Regions from separate parts of the Mus musculus genome. Here region 2 is linked to region 1. Evidence: chromatin contacts called from public HiChIP or PLAC-seq data. All regions are on one chromosome and are shown on one strand. The core of a region is the stretch at or near the end of the contact, and the rest is flanking DNA. Distances in the headings are between cores, read along the strand shown. Region 1 overlaps Gpbp1 (GC-rich promoter binding protein 1). Region 2 holds the start of Il6st (interleukin 6 signal transducer).

Region 1 (6,083 bases), core at 1,310-3,809:
TTATTACTACTGTTGCTACAAGGATTTGTCATTTTTATTTTTGACTCTCCCTGTTGCATATTTCCAGCTTAGAGAACCTTGTCCCTAAAGATCTAAGCAATTAGGCAGTTCATTCTTTCTTATTACCAAATATGGTTTACTTGATCAATAACTCATTTTTAAGAAAATAAACTCAGAAGTTATTTTGTATCTTGGGGACTGTATATAATAGATTGTGGATCATGTTTTCTTCTATATAGGATAAAGGTAATAATTACACAACCTAGGTGTAGCTCTAAATTAAGCATGTTTTCCTTCTTTGCAGATTATTAAAAGAAATGGGCTGGCAGGAAGACAGTGAAAATGATGAAACATGTGCTCCCTTAACTGAGGATGAAATGAGAGAATTCCAAGTTATTAGTGAACAGGTAAGAACATCTGAGCCTAACCAAATCACAGGGAAACATGGCTGGTGGGACAGTTTAAATTTTATTTGTTTAGAAATTTACTATCCATCACACTACATAGGCCAGAATTCCCTTTGAGACAAATCTGCAGTGACTTCTTGTGTATTCAGTATCTAGGTGAACAAAATGCTTCCAAAGTCTTGTTTTCCAAACTTTTGATTTGGTTATATGACATGAGTGACAAATTTTAATTAACTTTGTCTTTGATCCTTTGAAAAAAGAATATTTAATATACTAAACTATCTTGTTTTTGGTCTCTATCCTTTACTTTTGAGTTATTAGGAAATATTTGCTAGAGCATTATTTTTCTTAATCCATAATAGATTAAAAAATAGTTACCATATATAACTGATTTTCTATACAGAAATACTATGGTCGGTATTGTGACCTTTAGAAACATTGCCTAAATATTTTGAATGGAGTCATTCATGAAGCAGTCATAATAATTTGAGTGTAGACTTTATCCTCATTGTACTTTCAAAAATTGCATTAAAACTACATAAAATTTACTGATCCCCCCCCCCCCCCCAGTGGCTTAAATATATTTTTTGTTTGCAACTATCACCACCATCCATTTCCAACAAAAAAGTTGGGCCCTGGTTATGATAATAGGTCAAGGCACTTACCACCAAACCTGAAAACCTGACTTTGATACTCAAAATCCACATGGTGGCGTGCTGTAGGGATGGCTCAGTAGCTAAGAGCATTGGCTGTTCTTCCAGAGGAACTGAGTTCAATTCCCAGCACTTAATAATTCCAGTTCTAGGGGCTCTGGCATCCCCACACAGATATACATGCAAACAAAAGATCACATAAAAACAAATTTAAAAAAATTCACATGATGGAAGGATAGAACTGACCACAAGTGAATTACATATGTGTTGCATACACATATGACACACAGACTGATAGACACACTTTATAAAGGAAAATTTTATGGGTTACATGATGACCAAGTAGGTAAAGGTACTTGACACAAAGTCTGAAGACCTGTGTTGGATCACTAGGACCTGCTGGGTAGGAGAGAACCGAGCCCGTGTGTATTGTCCTCCATCACATGTACATTTTATAGTAGATCTATCTAGGGACTGCAGAGATGGTTCAGTGTTAAGAGCTTTTTGCAGAGGACCCATGTTCACTTCCCAGTACTCACTCTGGGTATCTTGACAATGGCCTATAGGCATGTATGCAACTCCAGTAATGGGACTCCATTGCTGCTTCTGACCTCTTCTGACCTCTTCTGGGTACTAGGCATGTCATAGTGCACAGATGTTCATGCAAGAACTCACACATGCACATTAAACAAAAATAATTTAGAAATAACAATATAAGAAAGCTTTCAGAGAGACCCTTATGCTATTTTCCCGTGGAATATACCATTTTACACTTCTTGCTAACAGTACAGGAGTTCCAGTTTCTCTTCTTCATACTTTTCTATGTGTCTTTCTCTTACAGTATAAGTGGTAACTTAGTAGTTTCAGTAAATGTCTCTCTAATGACTAGTGTCTTAGTTACTTTCCTATTGCTGTGATAAGATACTATGGCCAAGGGCACTCATGGTAGGGATAGTTTATTTGGAATTCATAGTTTTTTTCAGGGGTTTAGAGTTCATGATGAGGATGGTAGGGGATAGGGTGGCAGGTAGGCATGGTTGTCCTGGAGCAGTAACTCAGAGCTTACATCCTTACATTAAAATAGAAAGGGGTGGGGGAGGAGGGGAGGGTGGAGAAAGAAACTGAGAGTGACATGCATTTTTTTTTATTTAAACCTCAAAGCCCAGCCCCAGTGGCCCACGTTGTACTCCAACAATGCTATACTTGTTAATCCTCCCAAACGTTTCAGCAGCTGGGACCTTCAAATTTAATTGGGTACTCTCATTCAATCTACCACGATGAAATTTGATCTTTTCATGGGCTTGAATTCCATTTGTGTAACTTAACTTCTTTGGGTAAATTTCTATTCAAATGATGTTTTTTTTTCCTAGCTCACTCTTCCACCCACCCCATGCTGGAGGTCATACCCAAGGCCAACCCATGTCATATCACTGCGACATCCTCCACTCCCTTCCATCTATGTGTGTGTGTGTGCCAGCAAAGGTCATTGACTCCTTTAGAACTGGAGTTAGTTATGCTTGTGAGCCACCATGTGGATAAATAACTAGAACCTCTGTCCCCTGGAAGAGCAGCCAGTGCTTTTCATTTTAACCTTTGAGTCACCTCTATCAGATTTTGTCATTGAGTTTTTTTATATGTTGTAAACATTAGGCCTTTTTATCTTGTTGACTGGGGGAAGGGATGGTGTGGCAGGATCAAGACTGGAGCCTTGTACATGCTGGGCAAAAAGCACCCTAGCTTTTGGTTGTAGCTCAGTTTATGAAAATACTTTGATTTAGTCTGATTTATTTATTTATTTAAGGTTTTTGGTGCTTGTACTTTGGATTAAACTTTTGAAGCTTTTCGTCTCTTTCAAGTTTTAGATCTTAGTGTTTAGGTTTTCTTTTTATAATAGTATACACTAAAGGTCCAACCTTACATGGGTATTAAGGGGCTTTTGGTGTTACTGTGACCGAGTGTTGACAACTTAAGGATAGGAGGCTATGGCGTGAGCAATGTGGCTATTTATTTATTTATTTATTTATTTATTTATTTATTTCTGATCTGGCCAGGCCCAGTGAGATCGATGGCTTAGCAGATAAACACAGTTGCCATCAAACCTGGTAACTTGAGTTTGACCCTTTGGTATAAGGAGAGAACCTACTAAATGCTATAAAAATTTTTTAAATAGATAAGTAGCAGGTACCCAAGCTACACTTGGGTTTCATTTCTGGGCTCTCCATTTCTTTGGTCTGTCAGTTTGAGTCTTTTTTTTTTTTTTTTAAATTAAAAAAAATAAAGACAGGCTTTAGCACTGGTTGCCTTGTAGTCTGGGAGGATGACCTTCAACTTAGGTTGGGTTTCTTGGTGTGCTGAAATAGCAGGCTTATTCTATTTACCATGCCTAGTTCATGCAGTGGTGAGGATCACTAAGCAGTGCTGGCCAGGCAAATACTCTGCATTTGTTAAGTTTTAACTACACTGTTTTTAGAACTATTTTTGTGGTAATTTTTAAAAGTCAGGAAGGTCTCATAACTTTGCTTTAAAAGATTGTTTTGTGGTCTCTTCATATTCCATGTAAATTTTATAGTGAATTTTCTTTGACTCTCTATATCTCTCTCCCCACCCCCTCCCAAGACAGGGTTTCTTTGCTGTGTCCCTGGCTGCCCTGAAATTCGCTCTGTAGACCAGACTGACCTTGAACTCAGATTCACCTGCTTCTACTCCCCAAGTGCTGGCATTGAAAGTGCATGCCACTATTGTCTGGCTTCTCTATATCTATTTTAAAAAAACCCTTTTATATTAATATATGTAAATTACAACTAGTGGTTTCATGGTGAGATTTTTATACGTGCATGTAGTAAGTTTGATCATATCCCTACCCAATCCTTACTCTTTTGTCTACCCTGCCCTGTTCTAGTAGAAGGTTGGATTCCCCCTTTCCTGCTGCCCCTTAACAAATGCCATTGTTTCAAATGGGATTTCGTTGAATCTGTAAACATTTGGGGTAATGTTTATATCTTAGCAAAGTTAAATCTTCCAAACTATGAGCATGGGATGGATGGTTTGGTGTGGGTTTGGAGTATATCAGATTTTAAACCTCTTTGTGAACTTTAATCATTGTACAAATGGAATTGACTTCTAATCAGTTTTCATTTAGTTGTTATCAGTGTTCATTCTTTTAGAAACATCTGACTTTTCTGTGCTGATTTTTATATACTGTAACCTTGTTATATTAAATCAATATTTCTTAGATGTTTTCCATTTGCCTTTGTAGTCAGTCTTTATATCCAGTCCAGGCCCTGGCATCCACTTACTCATGTGGTGTCTGTTGTACGGAAGTTAGCTCCTCTCTACAGTACATGATGCTAAGCTAGCGCTCTACAGCTAAGCTACCTCCATCTGGAACACTTGGAGTTTAAAGAAAAGTATCATCGAAAATGTACCTAGTACTCTTGCTATGGGTAGTATTCCGAAGATAGTATATTACCAAGATAATTGACTCTAACACCGTGTGATAACTGAGGCAGGTAGCTAAACCATTTTGATAATAAAATAACTAAGATACTATTTTCCCATATTGTGAATTTGAAGCTAGTAAAACATACATAGAGTCTATATTTTTGAACTAATGATAAAAGCATGTTTATGTTAAATACTATGAAACATTTGATAACTAGGTACCCGAAAAATTAAAGATATTGTTTATAAAAAGAATTAGTATTATTCCTGATAACAGAGTTGGAACTTAATGGTTCTGGGTTTAAACATTCTTTCAGCAAATATATACTGAGTGCTCAGATATGTTTAAATGTCTAGAGTTGCACTCCTTTCTCCAGTTAGTGAGAATATATAAATTCCTATGTAAATCAGGTTGTGATAATAGTTCTAAATGTTGCTGATGAGGACCAAAGAGGAGTGAGTGGGGTGATGGAGAAATGCAAAATGAAGACCTTCTTGAGTGCCTATTATCATTACAGACTGTTAAGAAAAATGTTCCCTCTTTCAGAATTCTTCCCCTGTAGTGGTTAATGTGGACATAGTTCCACTTGCAATGACTTAGCAATATTTAAGAAGTTAGATTTGAATTGGCTTTTGACAGATAAGATAAAAGATGAATGATATTGCCGGAGCAAGATGTAAATTAGGCAAAAAAGTTAGAAAATATATTTTTGTTGGGCTCAAAGTATCAGAAAGAGAATTGGGTGGAAAGCTTTTAAAGGTTCTTAACAACGATTGTTAACTAGCTCATAATTTACACTAGGTGCCATGCTAAGTGTTTCCTAACAGTGCTTCTGTAAGTTATTGTTATGGTGTAGATACTATTATTATTACTGCTGGATAGAAGACTACAGCTTGTAAGTTTATGAGAAAAGCAATTAGAATTTGAACTCAAGTTTGGCTGACTTATTTGGTTTACTTAACCCGTAATAAGAATATGAAGGACTTGGAATGTCATATCAGGATATGATGAATTGGGAATATGTTGTAGCAATTTGCAGGATTACAGCTTGTACTGGAGAAATGTTAGGTAACGTGGTTTTGAGAATATAAAATACCTGAGTTACAAGCATCAGGATTTTGGAATTCCTAAATGTAATGAAAGTGTCATGTTTAAGGAGCTATTTTAAGAAAATGCTTTAAAATGTTAGATTTTTCTGGGGGATGTATAAGCTTATAGAAAATATAAGGAATAAAAGACTTGGAGCTCAGGGGATGGGTTACTTGGTAAAGTGATTGCTGTGCAAGCACAAAGAGCCACTCTCTACCATTTTGAACACATCCATTTCTAATGTCCCTAGCCACCATACTTATAAATATGTCTGGTCCCTCTCTGAAAAATGTTTCTTCTCTATTTAAAGTTCTACTCTTACGTCACACAATTTATGAGCCAATATCATCTTATCTGCCACAAACATCACACAAAATCATCTGTCAAGAATGCCAATGAAAACAAAATCTGTATGTGTATACTGGTACACACCTGTGTACAGTTGTGTGTGTGTGTGTGTCAATGCATTTGGGGGGGGTGGTAAATGTCCAT
Region 2 (6,083 bases), core at 2,676-5,175, 1.0 Mb before region 1:
CTGGCTGGCTTGAATCGTCAATTCTAGTTATACATCATCTTAGATATTCTGCCTCTGATGCAAATCAATGTAATAAATCTCCCCCCAAAAATACCTACTTACACATCAACTACACATACCGGCACCCTGTATCAACAGTGTTATCAGTTTTATCACAGAAATGTATTACCCCCTCACATACCTATAAACCACTCAACGTTATCAGCTGCCTCAGTCAGTCAAGTTGGCTCTTCTCTTGTCTTATAACTTGACTTTTCTGTTACAATCTCATCCAGACTTCTCGTCTGTCTCGATGCACTGGACTGATCACAGCACTTACCACAGCTCCCAGCCCCTCCTCTGCCACAACCTCCTCCTGGACCTGAGCACAGCACAGTGCTGCACTCCCAGCTCCTGTCCTCCCAGAGCGAGGTTCAGAAGCACTGTTTAAAAGCCAGCACCTACCAGAGAACCCAAGAGCTGCTTTCATCACCTGCACTGTCCAACCGCTCTCCAATGTTCAACTTTATTTAAAAATACCAGCCGGGCGTGGTGGGTGGCTCACGCCTTTAATCCCAGCACTCAGGAGGCGGAGGCAGGCGGATGTCTGAGTTTGAGGCCAGCCTGGTCTACAAAGTGAGTTCCAGGTCAGCCAGGGCTACACAGAGAAGCCCTGTCTCGAAAAACCAACCAAAAAAAAAAAAAAAAACAAAAAACAAAAAAACAAAAAACAAAACAAAAAACCAATAATAGAGAGGACAGCATAGTTGACAAAGCTCTTGCTTACAATGTGGAAAGGCCCTTTCACAATGTTCCACCCCCAGCCCACCACATAAATAAAACTCTATGCTTAGATGTCTTTCTCTCAAACCATCATGCTATTATTCGGGAGAAAATTACAAGCAAGTTGGCTTTTTATTCCAATTATGCTGAAATGACTCTTTTCGTTTTCCAACTGCAAAGCAAATATTTAAGCTCCTCATTTTGCGTGGCCTCAGCATCAGGTCTTACCTTTCACAGTTCCCAGGGCAGCCACATCTAGAGGGTGAGCTCAGGTTACCACAAACCTCCAGCACACCTTCTTGATGGGAGTGTGTGCCTGTACCCGGGCTATAGTTTGCTTCTACGGTGCCAGTGCCCTGCTGACTCTGCCTTGTTCCACTGTTTATAACCCAAACGGACATCTCTTCTGTGGGATTTCCCCCACATTCACAGACATCTGTGTTCCCAGGGCCCTTTCAGAGTTCCCTAAGAGGATTCACCGTGTAGCACTGGAGTTACACAACTTCACATGCTGAGACTCTTGAGGCACTTAGGGAACAACTAAAAGAACGTTTAGTTTGCACATGTATGTCCGTATGTAAGTGCTACTGACAGAGAATGTGCGTGTATGCAGCCTGAAGGTGCACCCAGGGCCTGGCACATGCTAGGCATGCACTCGACTACTGGCTACATTCCCAGCGTAAACATGAGCTTTAAAACACCTAATATAGTCACTTTACTCTGCCATTCATATATTCGGTATGAAAAAGAACGTATTACAGTTAAGGGCTCAGACAGAGCTCAGGAAATCTATGTATAAATATAGAATCTGATAATAACGTGTTCGCCTTTGTATAAAAGGGGCGAGTAAGACCTACTATTTAATAAGGCTTTGAAGGGCACATGAACATAAGCCAAATGTTCTGTGACTGACATACCAAGTTGCCTAAGCAGTAGATAGTAAACTGAATATATTGTGGTAACGGCACATGGTAGTCCTTTACTTTGTCCCATGGTCCCGTTCTAGCCGCAGTTCTACATCCGGATTTCGATCTCTCTAGTTTCCTCTTTACCCAAACCTTAACCAGGTTCCCAGGCTGACCTCTGGGAACCCCACTGAATATTTCAATTCCAATCCCTAAACACCCACAGTACTTTCTGTATCACTCATTATTTCATTGAAACTACTCCCGTATCCGAGTAGTTTTTCACACAGTTTGTTTACCCGATTTTGTAAACTGAAAAACCTAGGTGCTATCTCAGGCATCTTTTATAAATTCCAGAGCAGGCTGAATGCTTACTAAAATCATCTCACCAGAAACCTCACCTGTGATCAATCCACGTTTGCAATCAAAGATGAGGAGAAAGCTTTAAGAACTTCCTGCTTCCTTAGCAGACAAGTTGCAAATGTACCAGGGCCAGGTGAAGCAAATGTGTGGCAAAATGACACCTGAGATCACTTCCAGGGAAAACCCCTTCCTGCTCCCACTGCAGGGTTGTGGACAACACTCAACTCCCCAGACCAAACTGTAGGAATGCGATAAGAGATCCATCAACACAACAGTTTGTAGGCACAGGCTTTGGAGCCATGTTTTTTGAGCCTGTTCCCTTTTCTAGAAGGTAGATATTGTAACACCCACTTCATAGGTATATAATAATCAGTATTCATTCTAGCACTGAACTGAAATGCCACATTCTCTTAGGAAAAACTATTTCAAAATGAAAACACAAAGTCATAAATAAAACAGAACAAAATGCCCAGTTACATAAGAATGTTGCTTTAAATGAGCGGGTAACAGTATTTGTAATATTCTAAATCACTAATGCCAACAATACAAATTTCTACTATAAAGTTTATCCTTAGCTGACCTTTCCCCCACTGTAATTTTTTCTCTCTCTTTCTCTTGTGAGTAGAAGCAAATGAACACACACACACCCCACCCCCAGAAACCTGTGGAAAACAGAATTTAACCGACTAGCAGATTAGTCCTACAAATGTAGCATTCCAGATCAGAGCTCAAAAATAATTCCCAATGATAAATATAAACACAAACTTGGAAAATTAAGACGATGACGATCATCCCCTGATAATGTGTCAGTAATTTCAAATTAAGAGTCGTTCCAACTGGAAGCTGGCAGTCAGTCAGTCACACACGGTCTAAAAGAGTTTGTTTACAACACTGACCAGACCAAAGATTTTTCAGAAGATTCGCGCTGACATTCCAGCACTCACTGACTACTTTTAAGCAGTACAGCTGCTGTAATGTCCAATAACTATACAAATTAAGCCAAAACGAGTTTCTTCTTAATGGAAAAATGACAAGAACAGAAGTGGACCAAGCCCTTTATATTATGTTTGCTTTGAGTTTCTGAATTTTGGTTGTTCATCCAAAAGAGAGCCCCCTGCCAGCTGGAGAAGGGGACACGTTTACGCTTAGGGGAGGAGGTGAAAATCTAAAGACCGATGATGGGCTTGCTCTCGGGATGTAAAGGCACGCGGGATTTATTAGGAAGGGTACGGACCGAAGGGAAAGTTAATATTTATAAACACTGGACTTTCATTAACGCCTAAATGTTAAGATGTCTGGGTGAAAAGTTCGCTCTGGATTAAGAAACATCAAGAGCAGGGAACGGTAGCATTTCACGGGACACAGAAGACCACACTTTCTAGGGCCATGTCCAGAGTAGGATCAGGGAGCACGGCACGGGAACTGGAAGAACGCAGGACGCGGTCACCCAGGACGCGCGATCCCGAGAGGACTTTGGGGCGGGGGCTTCGGAACTGTGCGTCAGGAACGCGGCTGGAGAAGGCGGGTGACAACATCAGGGAAGTCGGAGCCCGGAGCGGGGAGGGAAGGAATGCGGGGATTCCCAGGCCAGCCCGACCAGCTCCGGGCGTGCGCTCGGCGCCGGTCCAGCCCGGCCCCGCTGGGCCTCGGGTGCCAGGTGGCGGCCGCTCCAGGCAACCCGCACCCTCCCGCGCCGGGGCCCTGTTCTTCTCACCTTCCGGACGCGAGCCTCGCCGCTCCTGAGCGTCCCTCAGCCCCGCGGATCCCGGCCCACACCACCGGTCCCTCAGCGGAGCCGCAGCCCGGATGGCTCGAAGCTCTGGCCTCCCGACCGCACACGCCACCCTCCGTCCGCCGCTGACCCGGGCTCTCCTAGCTCCGCCCCCCACGGCCCCGCCCCCCGGAGCCAGAGACCGCGAGCTCATTGGCTCTGGTCAGTCTCGGAGCGCGCGGCCATTGGCTCCGGGTCGCCGGAGACGAAGGGGCGGGACTGCAGGCCTCTGCGATTCCCGTAACGCGGCTCCCGGCGTCCGGGATTCCGGAGGCTGAGCCTGGTCGCCTTTCCTAGACTAGATCGAAGGCTTCCCCGCCGCACTTGGGTGGGTGGCCGGAACGGAAAGTTCCATTTTCTCTAGGGTAATGGGTCGCGGACAGCAACCCAGGTGCCTCCCGCGACCCCTCTCCCCGGACCTCGGCTGTCTCCCTGGGCTGTCTTCCCCAGAGGGCCTGCGAGCCTCCGGCGACTGCTAGGAGGCCCTTGGGACTCTGGAGGCAAGGGAACTCCCTGGGGACAGGGCAGGACTTAGTGGCCCTGACTGTACTCGCCCATAGTGACCGCTTCGGACCCAGGCTTAAGTAAACGAACCTTGCTACTGTGCAATTTTTGTTGTTGTTAGTAAATGAGTTTGGGTGTCATTGATTGATCCGTGAACTGGTGACCTGCCAAGAAACTGTTATCTTTTTGCGGTTTGAGTCGCCTGATGTGTGATTAGAAATACCAAGGAAAAACCTATTTCATTGTAATCCACCACCCTTCCCTTGATTGGAAAACGACCTTAAGGCTGCAATGTGCGTGAGTGCACGTGTGTGATGTGTGTATGTGTGTAGTGTGTATACAAGCAAGTTGAGAAACTTAAAAGATAAGGGATGTGTAACTGTAAAGAAACACTCCAATTTGCATTGGTTATCTTTTACTGAGCACGGAGCCCGCCCTTGGAGTGCAATTGATATAATATATAATCAGTGTAACTCCACTGATGGAAATTGATTTTCTCATTCCCAACATCTACCTTTTGTTTTGCTCTAAAGGAGACAAATGACAGGAAGCTGGACGGATGGAGGGGTGTGTGGGAGAAGTTGAGGGAACAGCAAAAAAAAAAAAAAAATCTGGTAAAAATATACTGTATACAATTCCCAATAAAAAACTTTTAAAAGTGAAGAAATGACTCAAAAAAAAAAAAAAAGAGAGAAGGCTAGAGACTTTTGGAAGAAAGGCTAACATAATGATTTGCAGAGCAAACAAATACCCATTAATTAGTCATTGTAAAGTTCTTTGTTATATTGACAATTCAGATGAGATCAAATGGATCAAACTGCAGTCTTGCTCTCTGCCCCTCCCTCCCCCTTTTCTTGCCTCTGTTGCATCTCTATACCCCCAGCTCTGAATTATGACCCCTTAGCTGTTGGTCAGCTAGTTTGAAAAAACACTGCCAAGGGCCTGGCTAAAAGAGTCTCAAACACACTAGTGGTTGATGTGCTGAAGCTAAAGATGTGTTTGTCTCTTGCTCAGGGTGTGACAAGATCGAATGGAGGGAAAAGACTTGTAAGGGCCTTTGTTCAATTGAAGACCTTACAAAGGTGCTTAGTAGGTCTGCTGAACGACTATTTAAATGCAAATCCTACGGTTGTTACTTCCCATTGCTGTGACCTTGGAAAAGTCTTGAGTTTCTTCATCTGCAAAATGAGGAGGACGGTTCTGACCTGCTAAGTTGCAAGAATGAACTTATTTAAAACAGCGAGAGGGTTTGACGCACTGTTCAGTAAATATCAGGTGTCCTCGAATGACTCCTCTGCCATCGCACCTCAGTAGACCTTTCTGCATTACAGCATTTATTTAAAAGTTTGTTTATCTGAGGTGGTTGTGGATAGAAGGAGGTGAATGTTTTATAATGGATTCACCTGCCTTGGACCATGGGTGGGGAATCCGAAGGCCTATACTGCCTCTCTCGCATACATGACTTATCACTTTGTCTGTATTGGCTCAGCTCAAGCCTTGCCACACAGCAACTCACACTTTGTGAGAGTGATTAAAATCCTGAGCAAAGGGACTGGAGAGATGGCTCAGCAGTTAAAACGCCTGATGCTCTTGCGGAGGACCCAGGTTCAATTCCCACCACCCATCTCAGGTGGCTCACAGCCAATGTAAGTTCAGTTCCAGGGAATCCAACAATCCTCTTCTGATCTCCAGGGACCCCTGCACATACATGGTGCACATAAACTCACAAAGGCACACACAAACATGAAAAGAAAAAGAAAACCAACAACTTTGACAAA

What was found. HiChIP or PLAC-seq counts read pairs in DNA pulled down with a chosen protein or histone mark.
Region 2: a contact with region 1 is called in an H3K27ac HiChIP or PLAC-seq map of hepatocytes, with 6 times the contacts expected there. The contact joins the promoter of Il6st here to the enhancer-like site in region 1. A contact is called at or near these places in 8 of 39 promoter capture datasets (3T3-L1-derived adipocytes, the HPC-7 cell line, cranial neural crest and 4 more), 1 of 484 Hi-C or Micro-C datasets (liver) and 2 of 115 datasets of contacts at active chromatin or transcription factors (hepatocytes and pro-B cells).

Annotation. Positions count from the first base shown.
Region 1 is chr13:111,427,872-111,433,954 of GRCm38.p6, reverse strand. Gpbp1 (GC-rich promoter binding protein 1) reads left to right here. Exons shown (of 13, transcript NM_028487.5): 12 at 305-407. Among named protein-coding and RNA genes, the nearest start is that of Gpbp1, 59 kb to the left of the region's middle. Within about 2 kb of position 2,559, at least 7 of the 459 cell types and tissues checked have an H3K27ac peak or open chromatin away from gene starts, as enhancers often do. A contact at or near this core is called in hepatocytes and liver, where this site is marked.
Region 2 is chr13:112,461,912-112,467,994 of GRCm38.p6, reverse strand. Il6st (interleukin 6 signal transducer) reads right to left here and starts at 3,925. Exons shown (of 17, transcript NM_010560.3): 1 at 3,745-3,925.